Linked DNA regions of Mus musculus: regions 2 and 3 are each linked to region 1. The links are chromatin contacts, called in public Hi-C and promoter capture Hi-C maps. All regions are on one chromosome and are shown on one strand. The core of a region is the stretch at or near the end of the contact, and the rest is flanking DNA. Distances in the headings are between cores, read along the strand shown. Region 1 holds the start of Flrt3 (fibronectin leucine rich transmembrane protein 3). Region 2 overlaps Macrod2 (mono-ADP ribosylhydrolase 2). Region 3 overlaps Macrod2 (mono-ADP ribosylhydrolase 2).

Region 1 (2,536 bases), core at 27-2,526:
CCTCAGAAGTCAGCAAGAGAGCAAGCATAGAACAATAGGTGTCGGAACATCTCTTATCGAGGGGTCACCTTCCACTCCTGAGAGCACCCATTCTCAGAGGGGAGTTCTAAAGGTCAAACAGCTGCCAAACTCAAGTTAGGAACCACGTGAAGCTAACGGAGAGAATAGCCATGTACTCCTAAGACAGACAACTAGCCTTCAGAGACAAACAGACCATTTCCTAGAAAGGATAAAGTCATGAGCTTGTTAGAATCAAGCAAAGAAAGAAGGGAAAGGAGATTGCTATTTGGGTAAATATAGAAACAAGATTCGTCACTTAAATTCACTTACTTAGGAGAAAACTTACAAGTCCAAATAACAGAAAACTGATGATAAAATTATACCTGGAAATTAAAGTCTTGGAATCCTGTTAATTAGGCAGAGAAATCTTAGTGTCTTGCAACTGTCACTATTTATTCATGTACGCAAATTAAAATGATTTAAACCTGGAAGAACCATTTCTAACAGATATTTTAAGATATTGATGACTGCAGCCATGCTCGTGGCAGCAAAAACCATAATAATAATAATAAAAAAGAATGTAGTTAGGCTCAACCCTTTTAATTTTAGGGAAGACTGATAAATATGAGTGATTGTATCTTCCTAGTTCTGAAGTAGAGGTATACCCTTATGCACACATGTAGGTGGTCTCTCTAGTAGTACATAAAACAGTCTTCATTATGTGAAAATGCATGTGGAAAAAAAAACCTTTCTACTTCCCAATAAGACTGCTTTCTTCAATATTTTTCACTGTTCTTCCATTTTCTCCCTTCTCCTAAGTAAATCACCATTTGACCCTGCTTTCTCATTTGCCAAATCAATATTAGTTGGGATTGCCATCCTCTGTTCTCCACAGTTACGATTTTAATGTAATAAAAATAATCTGACTTTTGTTAACTTATTTTTGGTACAGATGGCTTGAGCATCAGACACCTGTTTCTCTATTGTGATCTTATAAATATTCTCCTAGCGTGCTTGTGTTTTTCTGAGTGTGCTATCACTACCTTGCAGTAGTAAACTTTAGGGAGCGCGGAGATTCCAGAGTTGCTGCCTACAAACCAAATGGCATCTCAGCTTTGGCAAACTGAAAGGCTCATTTCGGCTTCTCTCACCCCCTCTAGCGTTGGCAAAGCTCATCTGTCTGATTATCCAGTTACCTCACTGAACAAGAGCTGGGCTAAGTCCTGCCCACCTATGACATCACCCCCTTCCTCAACCACTGCGAGGTGAAGCTTTAAACTTCAGACTTGGAGGTGGGCTGCGCGCAGTCAACTGGATGCTCTCGCGCGCAGTCCTCAGCGCAGGAGTGATCTGAAGCAGGACCGCTCAGGCTGCAGCTGCCGTGGCTTTGTGTGCACTGGATGCCGCGCTCCGGAGACGGGGGAGGGTTTTTACTTCAACTCACAGGCAATGGAATTACAGCTGTAGCAGCAGGGTATAAAGGATTGCTTTTTCCTCGTCTTCCTGGTAAGTGTTTTCCATGCTTTTTCTCATAATTGTCCCAGAAACTTCGCTTGCTCTTACTCTCTAGAAGGAAATGACTAGCTTGGTTCCATGAGGGATCCAAGTAGCCACGTTTGCTCTGTCAGCAGGACGGGTCAAAGATGTGCGTGCAAGCCAGCTCTAGGGAAAGTCTTACAAAATAGCCGAATGTTATAAGTTTCTTACAGACTTAAATCATTTTTAAAAATAATAAATAGCTCCTCTCTGTTTCAAGCAATTTCTATCCGCGCAGAGCTTCACGGAAAACTGCAGTTGGAAAGTTGAGTGTTTGAGATAGGAGAGGCAGATTTTTCTCGGCTACAAAAGCGAAAGGTCGCTAACTTGGTGTGTACTGTATGTGTGGTATGATCACCTATCGCTGTTTCTATAACTGTGAAAGAAATCAATAACCCCTCAGCCCATGAGTACGCAGTACATGAAAAGCATACATCTTGCTCGCCGCCAGCAAAGCTGCGCTGGGAGACTGGGATGCCTCTGTAGAGGATTAACAGCTACACCTAGATTTGAAAGCTTGCACTGCTTATCCGGCCCCAGCTCCTTCAGGCATTCCGGGCTCGGGAATCTCAACTAGTAAATCCAACTCAGAATCTCCGGGCCAAACCATATTCCCAGTCCAGGAGACTGTCAAAGCCTATCGCTTGGGCGAGTGTAGAATGTGACTAGCATAGTAACTGGGTAGTCCACTCAGAAAAACTAACAAAGCTCACCCTGGAAGCCGTGCTTGATGTATGCAGTGAGGGGAACAGGGGAGGGAAGCCTCATCAAATGGCAAAGGCAGAGTGTCCCTTCACTTGCAACACACAGTGAAAAATATTGTATTGATACAAATGCGTTAGACCACAAAGCTTCCAAAAGGTATTTAAGTGTATCTAATTAAAAAAAATGTTTTTCAGTAAATTATGTCTGAAACAAAATGGTTGCATAAAGGTAAAGAGTGCAACAGGCCCATCTTTTCTCAACATTGGGAGCGGGTTTATTACTTATTTAGAATGAA
Region 2 (2,536 bases), core at 20-2,519, 1.2 Mb before region 1:
GTGTTCTGTGTGATGTGAAAAGCATGATATCGCATGTGCACATGTATATATGTGTGTGTGTGTGTGTATATATATATATATATATATGGCATTTTTATTAGATATTTTCTTCATTTACATTTCAAATGCTATCCCCAAAGCCCCTTATGCCCTCCCCCCACCCAGCTCCTCAACCCACCCAGTCCTGCTTCCTGGTCCTGGCATTCCCCTGTACTGGGGCATATGATCTTTGCAATATCAAGGGCCTCTCCTCCCATTGATGGCCAACTAGGCCACCCTCTGCTACATATGCAACTAGAGACACAGCTCTGGGGGTTACTGGTTATTTCATATTGTTGTTCCTCCTATAGCGTTGCAGACCCCTTTAGCTCCTCGGGTACTTTCTCTAGCTCTTTCATTCGGGGCCCTGTGTTCCATCCAATAGATGGCTGTGAGCATCCACTTCTGTATTTGCCAGGACCCAGATTCTAGCTCCTTCTTAGTCTCTGGCTTCAATGGCCTCTGCTGACCTGCACCAAACTGTATGAACTCACAAACTCAACTCCATTACACCGGACTCATTGCACTGACTCCTGAGTGACTCAAAAAACTCAAGGGATCTGACTGAACCGACTCTACTGGTGCTGCTCTTAAATAGCTTCTCTTCCCCGCTTTCCTGGTGCCAGTCTCATGAAAAGTGGGCGTATCCTATCACTGATGCACTCTGTCAAATCTTTCTGATTTGTGGCTTTGCTGATGAAATTCAGAAATCTTAATGGTCACAGACCATCTTTGTGGGCTCACAGGGGAGATGATATAGAGAGGAATCTGGAAAGGGTTTGATGTGTGGTGGTGGTGAGAACAGATTTTCTTGGCTATTAAATAGTGAATGCACAAACCTCTCATTTTATTTTTAACTCATTTTCTCCATCAAGCCTCAACACTGATGCTTTGTAAAGCTGTAGGAGATGAAATTCCCTTTCAGAGAATTTATTTCCTACAATTGCATTACATTACTGAGCAGAACAGATAGTTGAATCCCATTAACTAAGCTCTGCCAATATTATTGTAGAAAAATGAGTGAGGAGCCATTTACTTGAATTATTCTCATTCACACTTAAGACACGTGGAAACCCAAACACTTAGAAATATTTACGGATGTCTAGTAGGTTCCTTTCATTTTTCTCTGGGAAACACAGGCAATTTTGCTGGTACAGTCCTTCACAGCTTGAAGCTGCAAGCTCAGAGGGGGTGGCAGGCAGAAGCTGAGAGAGTGAGCTTGCTTCCCTCTTGCTTAAAGTTTTTATTTAACATAATGCTTTGGCATTCTCCCATCACAACTGTTACCAAACGGTCATATCTCTCTGAGTTCTGATGTGTAGTAACAGACTTGCTTGCAAAATTGTGAAGCAAACCGGATGCCTGAACTGCAGCTATGAAAGGCTGATTGCTTTGAAATTATATATCTTCCCCTGATTAAATGGTGAGGGACTCTTATTTGCTACCTGGGATGTCACTTCACAGGGAAGCATAGAGTATTTCCCTTCGGAATCCAGATACCTGGACAGAAGAGGTAACTTAGTGGGACAGAATATCCCTAGCATGCATGAGGTCTTAACATTCTCTTCCCAGTATATCCAAAAATAAAACAATAAAAAGCCAATTCTGCCAAGCACAATTGCCATGCCAACTACCAGCTGGCAGAGCTTCTGTATTTCCAATGTGGTTCACTGATTTCTGAATATGCATTTATTTCTTTCCTGACCAAATAATGTTGGTAATACAGTTTTTACACCTTAATATAGCATTGATCTTAAGAATCAACACACCTCTTCGTAGGGAAATAATCAAAGCAGAACTTTTGCTGTTGCATAAAAACATATAGTCAGTCTTGGTTCTCTGCTCTGCCTCCTTCCTCTCTCCAGCTACACTGCAACTTAGGTTTTGAGAGGATTTGCTTCTGTTTCTTTGTTTGTTTGTTTGTTCGTTTGTTTGCACTGGGTAATAGAACTTAGGGACAGAACCTTGTACTCAACAGGCAAGCACTCTACTATTGGGCTACAGTCCCACATTCAGTAGTATGCATACACATACACAAACATACACACAGACGGGGTCTAGATATGCATATATATACAACAGATAGATTATAATATATAGATGATATAAGAGGAGCTGAGGAGATATAGATGGATTTAGATGATAGAGATAGGCAGAGACCATAGAATGATCACAGTATATGACCCCAGCATCTGATGACCCCGATAATAAAATATCACTAGAGATTGAAGAGACAGGTAAGTTGGTACAATGTTTGCTATGTATGCATGAGAACCTGAGTTAATGAAATTATCACCTACAGAAAAAGGCAGACTTGGTGGAGTCTGGTTGTCACTCCAGTGTTGGAGAGGAAAAAATATGGAACTGTTTGGAGCTTGATGATGTTTGAAACTTGCTTTTGTTGAAAAAAAGAAAAGATTTTCTGTTTTTAAATATAGAAACTTTATCATACATTATTCCATTATTTTATTAATCTAAACTCGGCTATTTTCACAAA
Region 3 (2,536 bases), core at 16-2,515, 1.1 Mb before region 1:
AAGTCTCTAGAGACTTATGTGGATTTCCAAGCTAGTTTCAGAGACTAGAAAAGTTTTAAATATGACTTTAAAAATTCATGAAAGCCAATGTTTTAATTATACTTCATCATACTTAGTTATCTGGGTGAGGTGAAATGGAAAATTTAGAGAAAACACGGCTGTTCCATTCTATGGTCTGATCAATGACAGCTTTCCTGGGAATTAAAACATTCTGCCACCTACTCAGAAGACCCAGGCTCTGAGTGTTGTGAAAGGCAGATGGCGGAGTTGTGAGTGCTATTGCCCACGGTTAGGAGAAGTAAGGTAAACTTGATTAGAAGAGAAGAGCTGCTATTGTTCTTGTCTGATGAGATTCAGCTAAATCGCATGTCCTGAGCAGTATAAGGGAACGTAGGAGAATGGCCTCTTGCACCTGCCATACAGCATCATGACATTTCCTCAAATACCTCAGTTGTCTCCTAAAAACTAAAAGCATTTCAAAATAGAGTTTCTCTATATCCTCTTCAGCTGTGTGGCTCTCTTTCTATCACTGTCTTTTACATTTAGTTATTCCTGATTGTTAAGGCTTGCTTTTTATGGTTTTCTATCATATAGTGTGATAGAAGCCGGGAACCTTGTTAAAATTATGTACAGCCTATAGAGGGTGTGAGAGGTTGATAATGCTCCTCCCAGAAGTCATGGGTTATCAGAAAAAGTGCCAAATGGGGGATACCCTCTTCCAGTAGTTGGTCAGAAGGAGTCAAATGTGCCCCTAAATTCACAGGATATTAACTGAACAACGCTTTTTCACCAGAACGTGTTGCAAGCCTATTACTGAAGATACCACACACTTGGTGCACTCACTGACCACGATGCTTCCTCCTGCTGGGTAGCTTTCATAATACTTGAAGGTGCTATGCAGGTTGATGAGGGAAGAAAAGTCATCAGCCGTCTTACCCAGCTGCTCATTACAGGTGCCAGGTACAATAACTATCAGTCTGACAATGTATGCCCACCCCTTCAATAGTGGCATAAATATTACAGAGTCAACAAGAGATTTCTAATTGTACATAATACCCATTCCAAAAAAAAGAAATTTATGCCTGGTACGGTTGATCTCATCATGGATCAGAGGCTGGGGAACCTACAGGTTCTTGGGGACATCTAACTGGGTGGGCTGCACACAGGCCTTAATGGATTAGCCAAGTCCACAGATGCCTAGCTAGCAGTGTTTGCCAGTGATGGTAGTGACAGGCAAGCCACAGTGTCCCCTTGTTCAGTCTAACGGGTGAGTTGAAAGATTTGGCTGTCAGACCAGCGTGAGGCCTCATTTTTCTTCCCTGCTGCATAGGGTGCCCCATGCCGCAGCCAACATTTGATTGTGATTAATTTGTCAGGGAGGGCTGTACAATGGAAATGGAGAAATGGATTGCCAATTATAGCTAGTCGCGCACACTGCCAGCAAACAAGTGCCTTTCTGCAGATCTGACAGCCCTGGGCACACTGGATTAGGCCTAGGAGGGAAAGAATCCATTCTTAAAGAGGAGGAAAAGATTGAAGGTGACTTGAGGTTTTGTTGGTTGCTGTTGATGATGATGATGATGATGATGATGATGATGATGTTGTTGTTGATTGTTGTTTTAGGTGATGTGGCTAATGTGGCAAGCTCCAAGGGAGAGAAGCCACTCTGAGTTTTGCTTTCAATTCTGTTGGTTCACAATGCATTGTCCTTTTGGATTAAGTCTGAGCAATATTAATGAAAGGTGTGAAAGATTTCTCTCCACAATTTATACCAAAAAGAGTCAAAGGAAAATGTACCTAGGATGCCTTCTGGCATGTTTGATCATGGTAATCATGGGCTAGTAGTAAATGACAGTAGCTACGCCATTGTTGTGCTCACACATGATTATCAAGGAACTGATAGTGGTCTGTAGAACTCTAAGAAATGTCCGCATGTCACAAATACCTAAGGTATGACTGCTTAAAAGGATCCAGGCCTAATTCATCCTTACACGGCACAATTTGCTTATTTGTGTGGGAAAAGTGGTAAGACAGATCGTTCCCGCACTAAAAATAGTTATTATTTTGTCAAGAATACAAAGTGAGAAAAATTATTCAATGGCAAAATTAAAAATGAAAATCAGTCCTTAAAACTTACCTACTTTTTACATTATTTCACAATTATCAGTACTAAAGAGATAAAAACCTAAGTTTTATTTGGAAAAGTAATGGAAAGCATTTATTTATGTATATATTTGAATTTATATTTAAATACTTAATATATTTTATAGGTACATATACATATATGTATACATATATAGCAAATATATATATATATTCATGATATATATAATTATTTATATATCAACTTCTGTGTACTTATAATATATTTATGTATGCATATATAAATGGTTTGTTATAAACATACACATTAAATATTTAAAATATAACTAGGTTGCTAGAAAATAATACACGAATTTTATAAATAATCTTGAAACGGGAAGGTTTTCCAACATTCTAAAACATAGAAAAAGGATTCAAACTTTTGATACATTTA

What was found. Promoter capture Hi-C pulls out the DNA fragments that hold promoters and counts their contacts. A called contact is a pair of places that touch in the nucleus more often than the background predicts.
Region 2: a promoter capture Hi-C map of hippocampal neurons shows a contact between it and region 1, with 29 times the contacts expected there. The contact joins the enhancer-like site here to the promoter of Flrt3 in region 1. A contact is called at or near these places in 11 of 39 promoter capture datasets (the 3T3-L1 cell line, cranial neural crest, hippocampal neurons and 5 more), 1 of 484 Hi-C or Micro-C datasets (cerebellum), 2 of 115 datasets of contacts at active chromatin or transcription factors (embryonic forebrain and stem cell-derived neural progenitor cells) and 2 of 9 other capture datasets (embryonic stem cells and liver).
Region 3: a Hi-C map of cortical neurons shows a contact between it and region 1, with 2.7 times the contacts expected there. The contact joins the enhancer-like site here to the promoter of Flrt3 in region 1. A contact is called at or near these places in 9 of 39 promoter capture datasets (the 3T3-L1 cell line, 3T3-L1-derived adipocytes, cranial neural crest and 4 more), 4 of 484 Hi-C or Micro-C datasets (cerebral cortex, cortical neurons, forebrain and 1 more), 4 of 115 datasets of contacts at active chromatin or transcription factors (VIP interneurons, astrocytes, embryonic forebrain and 1 more) and 2 of 9 other capture datasets (adipose tissue and liver).

What each region holds. Positions count from the first base shown.
Region 1 is chr2:140,670,216-140,672,751 of GRCm38.p6, reverse strand. It overlaps Flrt3 (fibronectin leucine rich transmembrane protein 3), which reads left to right and starts at 1,276. Exons shown (of 3, transcript NM_178382.4): 1 at 1,276-1,506. The region is part of intron 3 of Macrod2 (mono-ADP ribosylhydrolase 2); the gene reads right to left.
Region 2 is chr2:141,843,709-141,846,244 of GRCm38.p6, reverse strand. The region is part of intron 8 of Macrod2 (mono-ADP ribosylhydrolase 2); the gene reads right to left. Among named protein-coding and RNA genes, the nearest start is that of Gm25583, 200 kb to the right of the region's middle. Within about 2 kb of position 1,269, at least 16 of the 459 cell types and tissues checked have an H3K27ac peak or open chromatin away from gene starts, as enhancers often do. A contact at or near this core is called in cerebellum and hippocampal neurons, where this site is marked.
Region 3 is chr2:141,739,305-141,741,840 of GRCm38.p6, reverse strand. All of the region lies in intron 7 of Macrod2 (mono-ADP ribosylhydrolase 2), which reads right to left. Among named protein-coding and RNA genes, the nearest start is that of Gm25583, 100 kb to the right of the region's middle. Within about 2 kb of position 1,265, at least 6 of the 459 cell types and tissues checked have an H3K27ac peak or open chromatin away from gene starts, as enhancers often do. A contact at or near this core is called in VIP interneurons and cortical neurons, where this site is marked.